6 separate regions of the Mus musculus genome follow, and regions 1, 2, 3, 4 and 5 are each linked to region 6. Evidence: chromatin contacts called from public HiCAR-type, HiChIP or PLAC-seq and promoter capture Hi-C data. All regions are on one chromosome and are shown on one strand. Each heading gives the region's core, a stretch centred on a gene start, on an enhancer-like site or on the middle of the called end of the contact. The rest is flanking DNA. Distances are from core to core; before and after follow the strand shown. Region 1 holds the start of Tspyl4 (TSPY-like 4). Region 2 holds the start of Dse (dermatan sulfate epimerase). Region 3 holds the start of Clvs2 (clavesin 2). Region 4 holds the start of Rsph4a (radial spoke head 4 homolog A (Chlamydomonas)). Region 5 holds the start of Zup1 (zinc finger containing ubiquitin peptidase 1). Region 6 holds the start of Tpd52l1 (tumor protein D52-like 1).

Region 1 (2,700 bases), core at 30-2,529, 2.9 Mb before region 6:
CCACTGGCTGCCTTGGTGGGACTCGAACTCCACGGCGTGGCCCATCGCCCATCAGATAGTATTGTAGGGGATTGGACCACAGCTCCCCTTTGATAATTTCAGCTATTCTGTCGAATTCTAGGAGGCTGTGGTCTGAGAACCAGTTGAAGAAACTGGGAATCGTGTTCCCCTCCCTATTCCTGTGGATGTGGGCCTGGGGTTCCTGACCCCGGTGCCAGCGGATTGGCGTAGAGAGTGACACCACTCGACCTGAGGATCTGCGCTCATATTCTTTGACCAGCCCCTCATTTCGAAAGTAGGGGTTGCTTTGAAAGATGAACTTAAATTTGCACCCTACTCTTGGCTGCTTAAGCTCCTCCACCTCTAAATTGATCATGTACCTCATCATGTCTTCATCTTGGCCACTAATCATTGGTGACAGCTGGGGGTGGTTCCGAAAAGCGGTGACCCAGAAACCTGGGATGTTTTGGATGATGAAACTTCTGCGCTGCATGTGGAGCCTTCTCATCCGCCCAAATTTGCGTTCCAGCTGGAGGAAGGCCCTGTCAGCCTGCGCATTTACATTTGACAGCTCTTGATCGATGGCCTCCAGCGAGTCCATGCAATTGATCTTCGGAGCTCTGGGTCGAGTCTCCTCTTTCCCTCCTCCAGCTACCTTTTTTTCCTTCTGTAACCCCTTCTTTTCCTGCATTGCCGCTCCTGCTTCTCCCTCCTTGCCGGTGGCCACAGAGATGGCGCACTTGGTAGTCGTCATTTCCTTGGTCTTCTTCGGCCCCGGCATCTGCTGAGACCCCAGGCCCACCGCACCACAGGCTTCCAGGGCTTTCGGTTTAGCAGGGCTGTGAGGCCCTTCAAGCTGACAGCCATTTTTACTGCTGTCGTCGGCTGCCACAGGGGCTGAGGGTGCGTCCCCGCCCTTTGATGGAGACGGAGCATCCTCCAGACCTCTCGCTGCCGCAGCACAACTATTCTCAGCCACTCGGAAGCAGAGCTCGGGGCCGCAGTGCTCGGAATCCGGAGACGCGCCTCCATCCGCACCGGCCTCACCTGCAGCCTCCATCTCCCGCACTGTGTCGGTTTCCTCTTGGAGCCCCTGGTCCTGCTTCAGATCCAGATCTTCGGAGGCATGGGAGGGGGTCGTGGTGTTAGCGAGAGATAGCTCGTTGTTCCCTTCCACGCCGTTCATTTTGGCAGCTGACAGCCCTGCAGAGCTTTCCTTGTCCTCTGCAGACGCAGCGCAAAACCGCAGTGAGTGCTTAGCTCCACCCCTTTTCCTTCTGGGCTGGTGCTACCATGGCAACCTGTGACGTCAGGATACCAGCTGCAACTAACCGTAGCGCGAGAACTGGCAATCCAGGTAATTTTGTCGATCAAGTGTGTTCTTTTTGTCTTTTTAAATGATGCTGTAAATTTAATCTCATCTGGGAAATTGAGTACATAAATGGATGTCGAATTATATTTTACGTCTATTCGTAAGTCTCTAATTAATTTCGACAGTATCTAAACCATGTCTCAAAATAAATTTTAAAATAGAACCTATTGTCTAATAAAGTCAGATTTTATTCATGCTTCCCAGGAATAGAGAAGCGAATTCACCAGCTCACAGGCCCTCCTTATTTCGGACACAGATTCGATTCATAGCGGCTACTGAGGAGCTGCGCAGAATCAGATTTAGGGGGCAAAAAGTGTCGTCGTTGTTTTTACTTTCAAGCAAACAAGACATTCCTAAGGTTAATTTCGATTTCTGCAGAGATTTTGATGTTTGTATACATTGGCCGACATTTACAAAGCAATTGGATATTTCTTCACTTTTAAATAAATAGTAAACCGCGCCTTATTTACAGGTGGCCACAACGCATGCCATATACACAGTTAGCCCCTGAGAATTAGTGAAGGAAATGTAACCTCAGAGGATTCAATTTCTAAAACGATACACATTAATCCTCCTTTGCCTTGGTTTATGATCTTAGGTTCTGCTTCATGCCTGTGGGTATGGAGCCAACTAACATTTGCCCAAATTTGCCTTTGTGAAGGTAGAATCAATCAGGGTTTTTCACACACTTAAGCAACTGTGTCTTTAAAATAATCTACTTTAAAAAAGAAGGGTCATTCATTCAAGTCAATTTAGAAAATGTATTTATTTATTTACTCAATCATTTATTTAAATAAATAAAAGCTATTTATGTATTTAATCACCACGGTCTCTCAGTTTGCTAAAGTCTGAGAATTCGGATGTTAATCCTTAAGGGATAGAAAAAAACAGAAACTTAAATTTTGCATATTTAATGTTTGAATTTCTATTAGAACAAAGCTTTAGAGTTCTTTGCCCTGGGAAATTGATTCCTCCCAGAATATGGTTACACTACAGTAAGAGTCTTTGAATAGGGGTTTAAAGAAAAAAAACAAAAACAAAAAACATTACCCTAAGAACTCTAATGAGGGAAATAATGGCTCCTGGTTCGCCTAAGACTCTGAGGTGGTGAGAACAACACATGGCATATCATGCAGCTTGATTTTTTTCTTTCTTTCTATGCCAAAGGTGAGTGTTCTCACTCAAAGACAGTTGTCCAGGCTGGCCTGCCTCTTCCTAGCCCTATCTCCCAAAAAAGGAAAGAAAAAAAGGAAAATCAATTGATTATCTAAATAAAATTAAAATGTACACACAAATACCAATTCTTTTTCTGTCCCCCTTTCCTTTTT
Region 2 (2,784 bases), core at 217-2,716, 2.8 Mb before region 6:
AGCTAGGCACTGATACAATTCATTCTACTAAAATAAATACCTCAACACAGGGCCTGGCATACAGTAAACTTTTAATAAATATTAGCCATTTGTATCTTTTGTTGCATGGAGTATTATAGTAATTATATGCTATAGATGAGACACAGCCTCTGAAGGTGGCTTAGCTTTCAGTAAACTGAAAAGTAAGGATTTGAATACTGCTTCACAGTACTACTCTGGTTAGAACTTTCTCACCACAGGCCTGTCCAAATATCAGGAAGTTAACGCAAATTAGTGATTTATCTGAGTTAGCATTTAAAAGCCTAACAGTAGTATTTCTTTTCTTTTTTTTCTTTTTTTTTTTTTTAATCCGTGGTGAGGAGCCACTTTTGATTGCAAAATCTGTAACTTTTCCTAATAGTGTGGTTGCCTGGAAGCGCCCTTGGGTCTCCATAGTCTGTCAGAACTCCGAGCAATTGTTAGCAAACAGGGTTGAGTAAAACCGCCCATTCTTACGAACGGGTAAGTGTCTCTCGAAAAGCTGCCTTTTCATAGAATCTAGTAGGTTAATTCTCTTTAACTCTGAGGAAGGAGATCCAACCCTGGACCGGTTAGAGTTTGTATTGGATGGCTACATTTCATTGAAAGAATAAACAAAAGTTGGGTGCATATCTCTCTCACGCGCGCGCGTACACACACAAACACACACACACACACACACACACACACACACACACACACACACACACACACACGAAATAAGATAAAGTTTCCTTTGTGAACTGCAAACTCTAAAGGATCTTCCCCCAATCCTTTATCTTTGCTGATTAAAATCAGTTCAGCTTACAGGGTTCCTTGCGGTAGGATTCCCTGTATTTTGCAACTCCATTCTAGGCGACAACTGCTTCGGATTAGGTGGATTTTCCCCTTTCTCTTTGAGAGTAAAACTGATTCAGGAAAGGGGGGAAGGGAGGGAGGCGTCGGGAGTGTAACTATTTTGGAGCCTGGAGAGGGGGTTGGCCGCTAGCTTTGGTAGTGGGATTCTTTAAATTCTCGGCTTTCCTCTTCCAGCGCTTTAAAAAACGAATCGGCCCCTCCTCCCCCGGCCTCCAGAAATTATCTTTCCTTTGGGTGAGATTCCAGAGTGGAACTTGAAGCTCTTGGGTCAGGAGAAATCAGAGCTGTAGGAACCAAAGCGGCGGGGCGGGGCGGGGCAGGGCAGGGCAGGGTGCTTGGGGTTCTGTGGGGTCCTGTGGTGTCTTGTGGGGTCCGGGCCGCAGCGACCGGAAGGCAGAGCCTCGCGTGGAGCCGTGATCTGGGGCGCCGGAGGAGAGCCCGTGCGGAGGTCCGGATTGGGCTGGGCGGGGGTCCCGCTCTCCCCCTCCCCATCCTCGCCTCCCGGGCTCTGCTGACGTTGCGGCTTCCTCCGCCCCAGGCAGAGCCCTGCCGCGGCCCACCCCCCTCTCTCCGCCGACGGTCTCCGCCCAGTCCGCACGGCGGCTAGAGGCTGCAGCGGCGCACCCCGGGCGCAGCGCCCTGAGCTCGGATGGCTCGGCGCGCAAGCTGAGGGCCCGACTCCAGGGGTCCGGAGTCCCGGCGCCCCACGGGGACGCAGAGAGAGGACGCCCGGGAGGACGGAGCGGTGAGTGATGGGCTGGGTTGGGCGCTGCTCTGGGCCACGCTCCAGGAAGCTACCCTCCTGTGGCTCCATGGGTCTACACTGGACCGGTCCCTACGGACCAGCTTGAGCCACGTCCCCCGCTGCGCGTCGATTTCCCTGTGGACTGAGCATCTCGGGCCAGCTCTGCTGGCTCCGTGATCTCCTACCCGGGTACCCAGCTCAGACAGCAGCACCGAGATCAGGAGCGAATGGCGGGGACTGGACGTGCTCCCGAGTTTCCAGAGGTTTGGAGATAGCACACCCTTGCGTTCCCTTCCTATGCTACACCAGTTATCTAGGGATGGTAGTGGTCGTGTGCTCCCATGCTGGTTGTGCCTGTGCGACCTCCGGACCGCCAACGCCCAGAAAGCTGCTTCTGAGTCACCCCCAGCCACAGGATTCCAGCGCCCCTGCACTCCAACACCCCAGAGTGATTGGGCAACCTCAACCCGAGGCCGCCTGGGCCAATCGGGGGCCCGGCAGGCGGGCTTGACTCGGGCTGGGGAGCACTGTAAGCGATGCCACATGGGCTCAGAATCTGTCGAGGCTGGATCTGAGCTAACTTTGTGAACTGAGAACTTTCTCATCTCTCCTTTGAGGCAACAGCCTCCGTTTAGGCCAGCTGGCATTCATAACCTAATCCTTTGCTTCCAATGCAAGAGGCCGGCCTCTTTCACCTGGAATTCTTTAGGTCAGGAACTGACACGTTGGTTTCTAGAGATTTTCTAGTGGATTCTTGAAAACATTTGGTGTTTATTGCTGCTTAATCAACAATATCTTAAGGAAGGTAGAATCTTCTAGAAATATTTTCATATTCTTTCACATTACAGAATTTTCACTTTTACTAATTGTCTTTTCAGCTTTTACATCTTCTTAATAAATGATAGTACTAGTGAAGTTAAAAAAAAGATTCATTAGTGTCACTTCAAAATTATGTGTCTGTCTGGGAGTATATGCACAGGACTATAGACAGGTGCCTGCAGAGGTCAGAAGAACATTAGATGTGTTAGTATGGTAGCTACACTCTGAGCATCCTAATGTGGGTGCTGGGAAATGAACTCTGGTCCTGGACAAGAGCAGTACCAGTTCTTGACCACTGAGCCATCTCTACCCCTTATGAAACCAAAATTTTGTAGAAGATTTTG
Region 3 (2,790 bases), core at 78-2,577, 2.2 Mb before region 6:
TATGACTTATTCCCCTTTTCTGGTTCTTAAATTATTTCACAATAATTTATTTGACAAATGATGTAGTACGCCATATCACACTCCTTTATTTTATTTTATTTTTTATCAGTACCATACTCAAGAAAACAAAACTAATGTTGTACAATTTGAAAGTCTAACAGTCTTTAAAGTCGGCAACTTCAGGGGCACCTCCTGTTCACAGAATGTAGAACACTGACCTGTAAATCTCCAACCCAAATATGACTCAATTATTATGAACACATGCTGTGCCCCTAGATTGGGCAGATCTTCTGCTACACTACCATCTTCCCCATCTATGAGACCCGTTAGAACTTGTGGTTTCTCCAGGCCAGGTGCTTCTGTTCTGCTTTTCTTCTTCTTCCTCCTCCTTTGTGTCCTCTCCCTCTTCCATTTTCTCCTTCTTCTCCCTCTCTTCACCTTCTGCTACCCCTTGCCTTACATCTACCCAATCATCAGCTCTCCTTTGTTTTACAAATTAAAGTGGGAAGCAGGTTTACAGGAAATCACCTGAGTGCTGACTCATTCCTTGTTCACAACCACTCACAGGAGAACAGAATTAACATCAAATATAATTAGCTCCAGGTCTATCTATAACACTGACCTACACTGGAGTTCAGTAAAGAGTCGCTGCATTGGGGTAACTTAAACTCAGGACCCTTTCTTACAGTTTGAGTAATGCGCACTGTGCTTTGAAAATTAAAAACATTTTTTTTAAAAATAGATTTCCAGGCATCACAGGCCCAAGGGTTCTTTTTGTTTATTATAATCCCAGTATAAAGATGCATTACAAGGAAAGAGCATATCTCTAGAAGTAACTGGAAATACAGTTTATTAGGAGTCAAGTGTCCTCTTTCCCTGCTCCCACCCAACCCCCTGTCCTATGACAATGTTGTTATTCTTGTTGATATTGTTGATTTTTGCCTGGATGTTGTTTTCATCCTCTTCAAAGGGAATTTAATAGGAATAGTTTACTATTTCTTAAAATTAAATATCTCTGAGTACAACAAAAGCAGAAAATACAATACGTTTCTCTACTCCTACTCAATCAAAATTACCCACAAGAACCAGAAAAGGTTTCTCAACCTTAATTAAGTTGCAAAATCAAGGGCTACTCTACCCCGCACTCCCGGGTCTTGCACACAAAGCGAGGAGGAGCATGGGGATGCTGTGAGGCCATAGCTGTTCCACTAGATCAGTTATAGCTGGACCTGGCTGGGACCTGGAGACCAGAGCAGGCTGAACTTGGGGCTTGGGATATTTGAATGTGTCCCAAAATTCGTTCCTACCCCTACGAGGCAGAGGCAGAGAGAGGAGCGGAGAGCATGTGTGAGCGCTTACAACGCTAGGAGCTCTCTTCTGGGATAATCAAGAGTTGGGATGAGCCGGATCCTCTTTTAGCAGCAGCGGGCTCAGGAGTGGCTGCGGAAGCCCCAGGGGCGCGCGGGACCCAGTGGCTCTGGGGGCAGTGGAACAGCCCCTGCGGGCCGCGCCGTGCTACCGCTTAGGCGTACAAAGGTAAAGGCGGCCGCAGCCCTAGTGGACTTGCACCGTCCCGGCGTTCCCATCCCTTCTCTTCCTCTCTCGAAGGCAAAAAAGGCTGGCCGGGCAGCGAGGTCCTAGCTCTGCGGGTCCCCACCCTTCCTGCTGACAGGCTGGCTGTCCTTGGATGAGGTCGTCGAGGCTGCTCCCTGGTGAATCCTCAGGCGGGTCTCAGCCACCATCTCTCTCCACTGCTCCATCCCTCTGAGAGGAGTAGATGCTGCTGCTGCCCCCACCCCCGCCACCACCTCCGCCAGGGCTGATGGATGCTGGGGAGTGCCGCATTGCTTAGTGACTCTGCCTCGCGGTTTGCTGGTAGGAACTGACTGCTCTTTCTTCTTTCTGGCTTTGGGGTGGGGGTGGGGGGTATAGGGAAAATAGAGACATTTTTATTTCATGTTCCACAACTCCCTGCACCCACCCTGGTTTTTACATCTTTGCTCCCAAAAAGGTTTCCTCCTGTCCTTATCATTATCCTCCACTTCCTTGGCAAGTCCCCTGAAATAAAGGGAGAGACTAGGCAGAAGTTGGGGGCTGGGTGGGGAGGGTGAGCCCACGCCTCTGTCAAAGGTACCCAATACCCAGCTGGAGCCTTATGAAATTACTGTGTGTGGAAGAGGTGCACGATTTGATTTGCAGTCTCCCCTAATTGGATCGTAATAACCTAAAGTAAAAACCACACAACGACATCCTATAAAAATAGCACCTTTGAATAAGCAGAGAGAAATGAGCTTCTTTCCCTTCCTCTTTCTCTCTCTTTCTGCCAAAGACGCTCCCTCCCCGCCTTGGATCTCACAGCTGAAGAGCCAGCCACCTTATTATTAATCAGAATTCTCATCTTTATCTGTGGCAGGCACATCCTTTATCAGGGACCGCAGCAGATTTACAGTGCTGGGGCTGAGATGTCCATGGGGGTTGTTTTCTTTACATCTTGCAAGGCAAGAGAAGACAGAACCAAGACTAATGCTAGTTGGAACTAGTGTTTCTTTCCTCTTCTCTCCTCTCCATCTCCTCTCCCCTCCCCTCCCCTCCCCTCCCCTCCCCTCCCCTCCCCTCTCCTCCCCTCTCCTCTCCTCTCCTTCCTTTTCCTTTCCCCTTCCTTCCTTCCTTCCTTCCTTCCTTCCTTCCTTCCTTCCTTCCTTCTTTCCTTCTCTCTCTCTCTCTCTCTCTCTCTCTCTCTCTCTCTCTCTCTCTCTTTCTTTCTTTCTTCCTCTTTTAATTCAGAGTGGT
Region 4 (2,700 bases), core at 178-2,677, 2.5 Mb before region 6:
AGGACTTTCTGTGCTCAAATCTTAGGACAATCTTAAGAAAACGAGGATGGAAGGTCACCATAGCACTGGCCTGGGAATGAACATAAAATCAAGCTATACAAGTTTTCAATTGGTTACAAGAATGCACGCTATCACTATAGGCAATTATACAATCTACAAACATCCTGGGAACATGCTTAGATTTCATGACTTTACAATCTCTTCTAAGCCAAGAATAAACAAAACAAACAAACAAGAACAACCCCACCCCTCCAACCAACCAACCAACCAACCAACCAACCAGCCAACCTATGTGTCTAGGGTCTTCAAAGACCTAAAACAATTATTACCAGGGGCCCAGTTTTACGTGTCAAATGCACTTATCTCACTAATTTACTACCTTTGTATTTTATTTTTACTCCTTTTTGTCTGTCTGTCTGTCTACCAACTTTTTACATTTAGACAGGGTCCCACTGTGTTGCCCTGGGTGACCTGTAACTTGCTGTGCAAATAGGTGGGCCTATAGCCTATTAGCCTCTACCTCCCTATCTATGTTCTGGAATTAAAAGCCTCTGCCACCACACCCAGTAACTTTCTTTTTCAAAAGAAATCCTTTCAGATTCTAGTCTCTTTTTGCCTCCAACAAATTTTCACAGAAATACCTTACTCTGCTCCTGCCCACCCCCTTTGTTGTCACCCCACCCCCACTGTGATACTTACAGATTTAAGCCAGACTTGCTGCTGGTACTCAGCAGGTAGGCTTTTGCATTCTGAATGGCCACCTCAAGCATACTCTGGGCTGCTTCACTGGCTCCAACCTCAGGCTGGTCTGGGTCACAGTTACTGTCTGAGCCTTCCTCTTGTAAAAGGTCAAATCTCAGCCCTTTGTGCTTGGACTTGTTCCTGCTGGCATCCCTTAGCCCACAGAGGTCAGGTTGGGGTGTCTGAGACTGCGGGAAAGTACTTTCCTCGGCGTGGCTTGTGTAGTGAGAAGTTGATTGCTTTGCAGCAGAAGATGATTCCCAAGGATCAGAATAAGGTGTCCCGGTGTCAGCGATTCCATTAGCGGTCTTCTCTGTGGGTGATGCAGCTACAGGATCCTGAGTAGTTTCAGTGTTGAGAGGAGTGGAATGAAACTGCAGAGGAGGAGGGGGAGGGGAGGATGACACTTCTGGTCCAGCGGTGAGGTCTCCCGTAGACAGGCTGACTCTAGACTGGTGGCTCCAAGAGGGGCTCATTCTGGGTGCGGGTTCGGTGTCTGTCCTTTGCTCCTCTTCCCGGTACTCAGGTGATGGGGGACCAGGCTCCTGGGGAGAAACGTCTGACTCTCCTTGCCATAATCTCTCTGCTTCCCCTGGCTCTTGATTTTCCTTTTCTTGTTTCAGAGAGGTAGAGTTTTCCATAGGAGTTAAGAAATAAGTCACGTGAACGGAGCGTGACGATATGGAAGGAAACAACACGGGACTTTGCTGAGATCTTCTAAGTAATCAATTCCTAATCAACCTGCCTCCACAGGTTGCAAGCGTCCGGTCTCCATAGCAACCCCAGGCTGGCAGTCTCTGTGTAAAAATCAAACAGCCCTGTTGCTAGGATTTTAGGGAGGGGACTAGTTTTGTGATTTGGTGAAGTCTCTGTCCCTCTTCCTAGCTCAGCCAATCCGAACCCTACCTTTCGTTTTGTTTGTTTTATTTTGTTTTGGGAACCAAGACCTGCAAGATGAGAGCAAAGGTGGAACTGTGATCCGGTGTTGGAGGTCTTTAAAGGTCTGACAGTTTGATCTAGGTTATGGATATGAAGTATGAGTAATGTATATAAAGTGTGGCTCAGCGGTTAAGAGCACTAACTGCTCTTCCAAGGTCCTGAGTTCAACTCCCAGCAACCACATAATGGCTCAAAATCATCTATAATGTGATCTGATGTCCTATTCCAGCATGTAACTGTACATGCAGATAGAGTGCTCATATACATAAAAATAAATAAAATATTTAAATAAAAAGAATGGGAGAATAAATGCATAAAGTCAAACAGCATTTCTTCATTCTCTTTTCCCTACTATTTGGGTGGTAAGTATGAAACCAAAGGCCTCTGCATTCCAGGGACGTTCCCTATTAGGACATGATGCCATAGCCTTCTACATTTTTTAAAGATAGTTTTATTCGAAACTATAGTTTTCTGTTGGAAACACACCCATGTTTGCTTCCAAAGACCCAAGGAAGAGCTTGGCATACTATTCTGCTGTTTGCTTTCTTTATTTCAGTGTTGTCAGTACTTAAACTAGAGTGTAGCTATTACCTGCTTCACAAATGCTCCAAAGATGGGCATGTTAGGTGTAGAGACAAACATTTATAGCCCAGTGATCTTTAATCATACCAAAATGATTACCTAGTCTATCAAAATATGCAGCTTTGCTTTTCTTTTCTGAGGAGCTAAATTCATGGATCAAATTAAAGTCCATCATGCTTCAAATTAAGTTCTAAGAGTTCTTCAACACTATAGCATGACTCTAAATGCAAATGCACATTTGTTTTTCTGTATTTCCCTATAGGTGCCCTCAATAAGTTTCTGAGACCTTAATTTCAGTGTCATTTACAAGTTTAACTTTATAAGTTTTATATAATATTGCGAATCTCTAACAAATTCTTTATTTGGCTTTATCTCTTCAGCTCAATGTCATATGACCTTGACATAATGCAAGTGTATAAATAAAAAGTATTCAGATAC
Region 5 (2,700 bases), core at 189-2,688, 2.5 Mb before region 6:
TTCTGTGCCACCTTTGCTCCAGCACATCTTACAGGCAGGTTGTAGGTAGCAGGTTTTGTAGCTGCATTGGTGTTCCTGTCCTCCACTGGAAGCTTTGCCTGTGAAGAAACACAGGAAACCTGCCCCAATCTCTGCGCGTCAAATACTGCACTCTCCTGTCCCTGCATGCAGCCAGAGCAGTTAGTACCCCTTTCCCCTAACATAGATGCTTCAGGCCTTATGAAGAGGGCAGACAAAAGAGAGCCCAATCTGGCGCCGGAATATTGTGATCCTTCCTTCATAAAAGCACTCTCCCAAGCACAGATGGCTCCGACCTTTGAAGGAGACAGGAGTTAGTATTCTCGAAGTGATAAAGTCCACTCATTCTCAGGCAGCTGTGACTGCGTTATAAAAACACGCTGGTCTTTGATAAGTTATGTCTTCCCAGGTCAAAAAGGTCTTGTTCCAGCTGCGCAATTCCTCCTCCCTGTCTGAACAAATACTATCGGTTCTCTTTTCCTCTTCCCAATCATGTAACACCAGGGGTTGAGAGCCCCAGTTTATGCATCCTCCTATATATACCTTAAACCCCTAGATTTAGGGGTCACTGTGCATTGGGAAAGATAGCGAACCGGGTCCCGGTTAATAAAAACTCTTTGTATATTACATTTGGTCTTCCAATTTCTGGCAGTCTCCTGGGGTTCCCGCAAACTGGGCATAACAACCTGGTTACAGAAGATGGCCAGTTCATCTTTTTTCGTTAACTAATACTGTCTTGGAGGAAAAGACGAGTCAAGTGGGAAGCTGATGAAGGAGGAAATCTGGAAGCAGAGTTTTAGTTGCCCCTTGTTTAGACATTCCACAAAGTTCTGTTTTCTGAACGTTTTTATACCTCTGGAGAAATGATTTCATTGTTGTTGGCCTCGCAGCTAATGGTTAACTGCTAATGTGCTCATTTTTAGCTTGAAAATGTTCTGTAAGAGTACTTTCACTCTTACAATGACTTCGAATTTTTTTTTTTTTTTACTAAAAGAAGGAATTCTACTAAAGGAAATAGTATTTCCTCCATGCATCACGTTCAACGATACCCAATAATTTAAAAATATTATACTTGTCAGATTATGTCATCCTCATATTTAAACACGTCCGTAGTTGCCTCGTAGATCAATCCCCCAGAGGGAGAAACAGACTGTTAACACTGGATAAGCAACTTTGTAATATTGACAAAGGAACTTGTCTTAATTAACCCGCAGAACATAATTTAGAGCTCAGATACTGTGTAAACAGGAACAGGTGTTTGCCGCAGAATCAGACATTTAAATGTACTCAGAATCTAGTTACGGTTTTAGCATATCTGGAGTGGAAACTGCAACTGGAAGGTGGGAGGGGCAGTGATGCTCTGATGTGCAAGCGAAAGTTGCAAAAATCCCTCACAAGTCCCACAATGCACCGCAACTCAGACGGATCTGCAGCGGGGCATGCTGGGATCTCTACCCTCTCTGGCCAGTGAGGAAGGTCTGTTGTGACTGCGGAGGACTCTTGGAGGCCTGGGCTCTCTTTTGGGTCGCGGCGCGGCAGTCTCGGGAGGTCTGTCCTTGGCGATCGGGCGGGCTGTGTGGGGCGCGCTTTCGGGCGGTGGCTGGCTCCTGCGGTGGGGAGGAGCGGCGGTCTAGCCGTGGGTCCGGGTCTGCAGGCCGGCTCCGGGTGGCCGCAGGTCCGGTTCCCTGCGCCCCACCGGTGCGACGTTGGCTCAGAACTTTGACAGATTCGGGCCTTACCACCTTCGCCATCCCGTACCCAGGCTAGCCCTTCGAAGGTCCCCCCTTACTTGTAGTGTGTCCTTTATCTGCAGTGCCCCAGTCCTTGGAAGAAACGAAACTAGGTATCGATAGAACTTCCTTCTAGAAACAGAAACTTATTACTGTCTGAAGAGAAACGAGAAAAAGGAAAATGTAGAAAGATTTTGTAAAGCTGAAATTAGATGAAGGGAATAGTTGCCCTCGTTTTTCCTTCCTATTACTAAAATACGTGACAGCCAGGTGATAGTCTAGGGGAAGGTCTGGGTTTGTGATTGCGTTAAAAGGTTTTGTTTTGTTTTAGCACCTCCCTACAAGTAGTCCATCTCCCATTAGCCCATCAATCTCATAACTCGTTTGAAAATGAACTTCCGAGGGTTGAGCTGTTAGCTAACCTAATGAAACCAGCGTCTATACCCCAGTTTCCTAGATCTTGGCGGTAAGTGCTGTTTTCCTACAATGCTCACAGCTTTTACCTTTGGGCTCTGCGGTGTTTACCTTCCATCGTTATCTGACTGTAGTGACCTGTCTGGTCCAGGGTTTCCATGTATGTAAAACCACAGCAGTGGTATTAAGTTTGACACATATAAAGCTCTGAAGTGAACTAAGGTGGATTTACCCTCCTCATTCTACTACATGCAAGTAAATATGTTGATCAACATTAGCCTTCTGTTTTACTTTATTTTACATGGACAACTTATTAAATATACTTTTTTTTCTACCTGTTGGACGAAATGCCTTGTATTATTGTTTTTTGAGATGGAGTCTCACTATGCAGCCCTGAATGGTTTGGAACTCAGCTATGGCTGGCCTCCAACTAACAGATCCACCTGCTCTCTGCCTCAGGAGTGCTGAGATTAAAAGGGTGTATCACCAATGCCTTGTTGAAATGTTTTACTCATAAATTTTCTTATTATTACCTCTG
Region 6 (2,737 bases), core at 133-2,632:
TGGCCTAAGATGAAAAGTCAGGAGCTATTTTTAGCTTTTAACAGCTGGGAGTCAACTGTTGTGACTTGGTGTTTAATTTCTAGGATTAAGACGACCAGAAAACCTGAATAGACTCTAAAAGTGATTTCATCATCCAGTAGCCACTTTGTACCTGCCTGGTAACTTTCACTAAAAGTCATTATAGGGTAAATGTCATGAAATTGATTACATACCTATGAGATCTTCAACACAAAACTGAGAAAAACAAACAGACAAACCACCCAACCCAAACCACTGGCATGCTCGTGTGCATGCCACAAAACCACCAGTATTCTTTCTTTCAAGGGAAAGGACACCCATTTTTGTATTTTATCCTGTAACTTTGAGAGTAACTTGGGTGTGGTAAAAATACGACTTTTTGATTGATTAATCACTATCTTTCCTGAGTGTAAATCTACTTGAGGCTCTTTGGCAGAAATTACAGGAGATTTAATATAATAAACACCTTCAATCTCACCAGACTCCCCCATCTATTTTATAGAGAAAGAGAATGACACCCTTTCACGCAAAATTGCAAATTATGTAACACCAAGCATAAGAAAATGCTAGACTGTTTCATGAAGTTTGTGAGACGCTGAGGAAAAGGAAGTACGTAGAGACTGGTGGGGGTGACGTGTGAGCGCCCATTCATACTGTTAGCTTTCCAGTTACACCAGCAGACAAGCCTTGACACAGGACTGAAGTTTTAGTCTTCTCTGAAAAGGACTCCTACACCAATCTAGTGACACAGCCTACAGGCTCGGGATAACAAGACACATGTCCTATTAATGTGTCTTAGGCTCCATGTTCCTTTGTCACTTTTCACTCGGATTTGCTTGTAACACCAAACTCAGTTTTTCTTCTGCCTGTTGGAGTAAACAAAAATCTCAAAATATTGCAGCCCCTACCCCCCACGCCAGCACTGCCCAGTTTCGTTTCAAACTAGATTCATGCCCAACACCCTAAGTGCAATATAGTGTGATGAACTTTATAGAAGAAGTATACACATTACATAACCTTAATAAACTGTGTTTTTGTCCGAGCACTGTATGCTCAATGTTAAATGAGCCAATTACATTAAGTAAGGGTTCTATAAATGGGCATATAACAAAGTTATATAATGGTCAGTTGACAAAAAGAATATGGTACTGGGGCGCCCAGGAACCTAACCTGACTGTCTCCACCAGGACCAATGGCTCAGCATTGTACCCCTGCGCTCCCTACCTCCTTCCTGCCAAGGCATTTGTGTCTTGTGGGCTTCTGGGCTATGGTGTTGGTTGTCTGCGCGTTTGTGTGCTGGAGGGGAAGCCTCCCACTGGGTGCGCAGAGCGGCCGGCAGGTGGCGCCCGACCTGGCGTTCTCGGTTGCGCTGTGTAGCCTAGGTGGATTGGAAGGGGCGGAGGTAACCAGCAGCGGCCAGTGGTGGCCGCCGCCAGTACCCCGCCCCCTCCACGAATGCTCGCGACACGCGCGCCGGGAGAGGGCACGGGCGGCGGGGCTAGCTGTCTTCCGAGCTCGGGAATCGCTACCATCTGCTGCTCTGCGAGGAGTCCGCGTGTTCTCCGCGGTGCTCAGCTCCAAACCGGCCACCATGGAGGCGCAGGCACAAGGTGGGTGGTCGCCGGTCGCCCCCGAGGTCTGGTCCTCAGATGTACAGAGAGACTATTTTCCTTCAGTACCTAACTTTACTCCGGGACAGACAGGGACATCCTACGCAGACGGAACTCTGCGCCTACGCGCGCCTTCGGGATCCTTTGCTTGACTCAGATTTTGCGGTGGGGCTGGGGACCAGGGAAGGGCTGAGGACTGAAAACAGAGTAGCGGGTCTGCAGGGATTGTGTCCTTGTCTGCACTATCCCTTCCAGCAGTCAGTGGGCCATACTTCCTCGTCCTGGAAGGTGTTCAAAGGACCTGTTGTTCAGGCTCCGGATGTCTGCGCTGTTCTTCCCGGGGAGGCGTGGGGAGAGCCGGATCTTCTGGACTCCGGCCTTGGGGCTCACCTCTTGCAGTTCACAAATGCGGGCGGGGGTGACGCGGACCCGAGAGGTGGTGGTTTTGTGGAGACTCAGTGTCCCTGCTATTCGAGGGCTGCAGCGTGGGAGGATTGGCCTTCAAAGGCAAGAGAGCTTCACATTTCCCCCCAACCCCCAACCCCGCCCCCGACATCCAGATTGATAACCCTATCCCAGTTTTTCGTGTTCTTAGAAGAGTCGCTTTCCCACCCCACCCCACCTCACCCCCCACCCCAGCCGCACCCAGTGCCTGCCTTAATTGAGGGTTGGTCACCTGCTCTCCGTGCTCAGGGTGTTCGCTGGAGGAATCCAGAGAACTCTAGGATCATTCAAAATAAGAGTAAAGGGATCTTAGAAAGGATCAGAGATTGCCTTTATTATTATTATTATTATTATTATTATTATTATTATTATTATTATTATACCTAAGTTCACTGTAGCTGACTTCAGACACACCAGAAGAAGGTGTCAGATCTCATTATGGATGGTTGTGAGCCACCATGTGGTTGCTGGGATTTGAACTCAGGACCTTCGGAAGAGCAGTCAGTTTAGAGCAGGCCCTTTACCTGCCGAGCCATCTCATCAGCCCAGAGATGGTCTTATGTGGAGTGAGGGACAGGGAGGACGAAAGCTCTCGGAAATTCACTTTGGAAGCAGCACTCAGAAGGAATGGTTTGCATTAATGCCATCATGACCACCTTTCCTCG

The links. Promoter capture Hi-C pulls out the DNA fragments that hold promoters and counts their contacts. HiCAR-type assays count read pairs that join an accessible place to other places. HiChIP or PLAC-seq counts read pairs in DNA pulled down with a chosen protein or histone mark.
Region 1: a contact with region 6 is called in a HiCAR-type map of astrocytes, with 5 times the contacts expected there. The contact joins the promoter of Tspyl4 here to the promoter of Tpd52l1 in region 6. A contact is called at or near these places in 2 of 39 promoter capture datasets (embryonic stem cells and hippocampal neurons) and 1 of 115 datasets of contacts at active chromatin or transcription factors (astrocytes).
Region 2: a contact with region 6 is called in a promoter capture Hi-C map of embryonic stem cells, with 2.4 times the contacts expected there. The contact joins the promoter of Dse here to the promoter of Tpd52l1 in region 6. A contact is called at or near these places in 2 of 39 promoter capture datasets (embryonic stem cells and hippocampal neurons).
Region 3: a contact with region 6 is called in an H3K4me3 HiChIP or PLAC-seq map of embryonic forebrain, with 19 times the contacts expected there. The contact joins the promoter of Clvs2 here to the promoter of Tpd52l1 in region 6. A contact is called at or near these places in 4 of 39 promoter capture datasets (hippocampal neurons, liver and pre-B cells) and 3 of 115 datasets of contacts at active chromatin or transcription factors (embryonic forebrain, embryonic stem cells and forebrain).
Region 4: a promoter capture Hi-C map of embryonic stem cells shows a contact between it and region 6, with 4 times the contacts expected there. The contact joins the promoter of Rsph4a here to the promoter of Tpd52l1 in region 6. A contact is called at or near these places in 3 of 39 promoter capture datasets (embryonic stem cells and hippocampal neurons).
Region 5: a contact with region 6 is called in a promoter capture Hi-C map of hippocampal neurons, with 9 times the contacts expected there. The contact joins the promoter of Zup1 here to the promoter of Tpd52l1 in region 6. A contact is called at or near these places in 5 of 39 promoter capture datasets (cranial neural crest, hippocampal neurons, liver and 1 more).

What each region holds. Positions count from the first base shown.
Region 1 is chr10:34,296,000-34,298,699 of GRCm38.p6, reverse strand. It overlaps Tspyl4 (TSPY-like 4), which reads right to left and starts at 1,279. Exons shown (of 1, transcript NM_030203.2): 1 at 1-1,279. The coding sequence starts at 1,186. It overlaps Gm26564 (a long non-coding RNA gene), which reads left to right and starts at 1,276. Exons shown (of 5, transcript XR_871568.2): 1 at 1,276-1,357.
Region 2 is chr10:34,205,917-34,208,700 of GRCm38.p6, reverse strand. Dse (dermatan sulfate epimerase) reads left to right here and starts at 1,466. Exons shown (of 6, transcript NM_172508.3): 1 at 1,466-1,621.
Region 3 is chr10:33,623,221-33,626,010 of GRCm38.p6, reverse strand. It overlaps Clvs2 (clavesin 2), which reads left to right and starts at 1,327. Exons shown (of 6, transcript NM_175448.4): 1 at 1,327-1,875. Gm15939 (predicted gene 15939) reads right to left here and starts at 1,765. Exons shown (of 5, transcript NR_152723.1): 1 at 1,105-1,765.
Region 4 is chr10:33,903,838-33,906,537 of GRCm38.p6, reverse strand. It overlaps Rsph4a (radial spoke head 4 homolog A (Chlamydomonas)), which reads right to left and starts at 1,427. Exons shown (of 6, transcript NM_001162957.1): 1 at 700-1,427. The coding sequence starts at 1,382.
Region 5 is chr10:33,949,997-33,952,696 of GRCm38.p6, reverse strand. It overlaps Zup1 (zinc finger containing ubiquitin peptidase 1), which reads left to right and starts at 1,438. Exons shown (of 11, transcript NM_001359455.1): 1 at 1,438-1,566.
Region 6 is chr10:31,444,603-31,447,339 of GRCm38.p6, reverse strand. Tpd52l1 (tumor protein D52-like 1) reads left to right here and starts at 1,382. Exons shown (of 8, transcript NM_001359364.1): 1 at 1,382-1,628. The coding sequence starts at 1,610.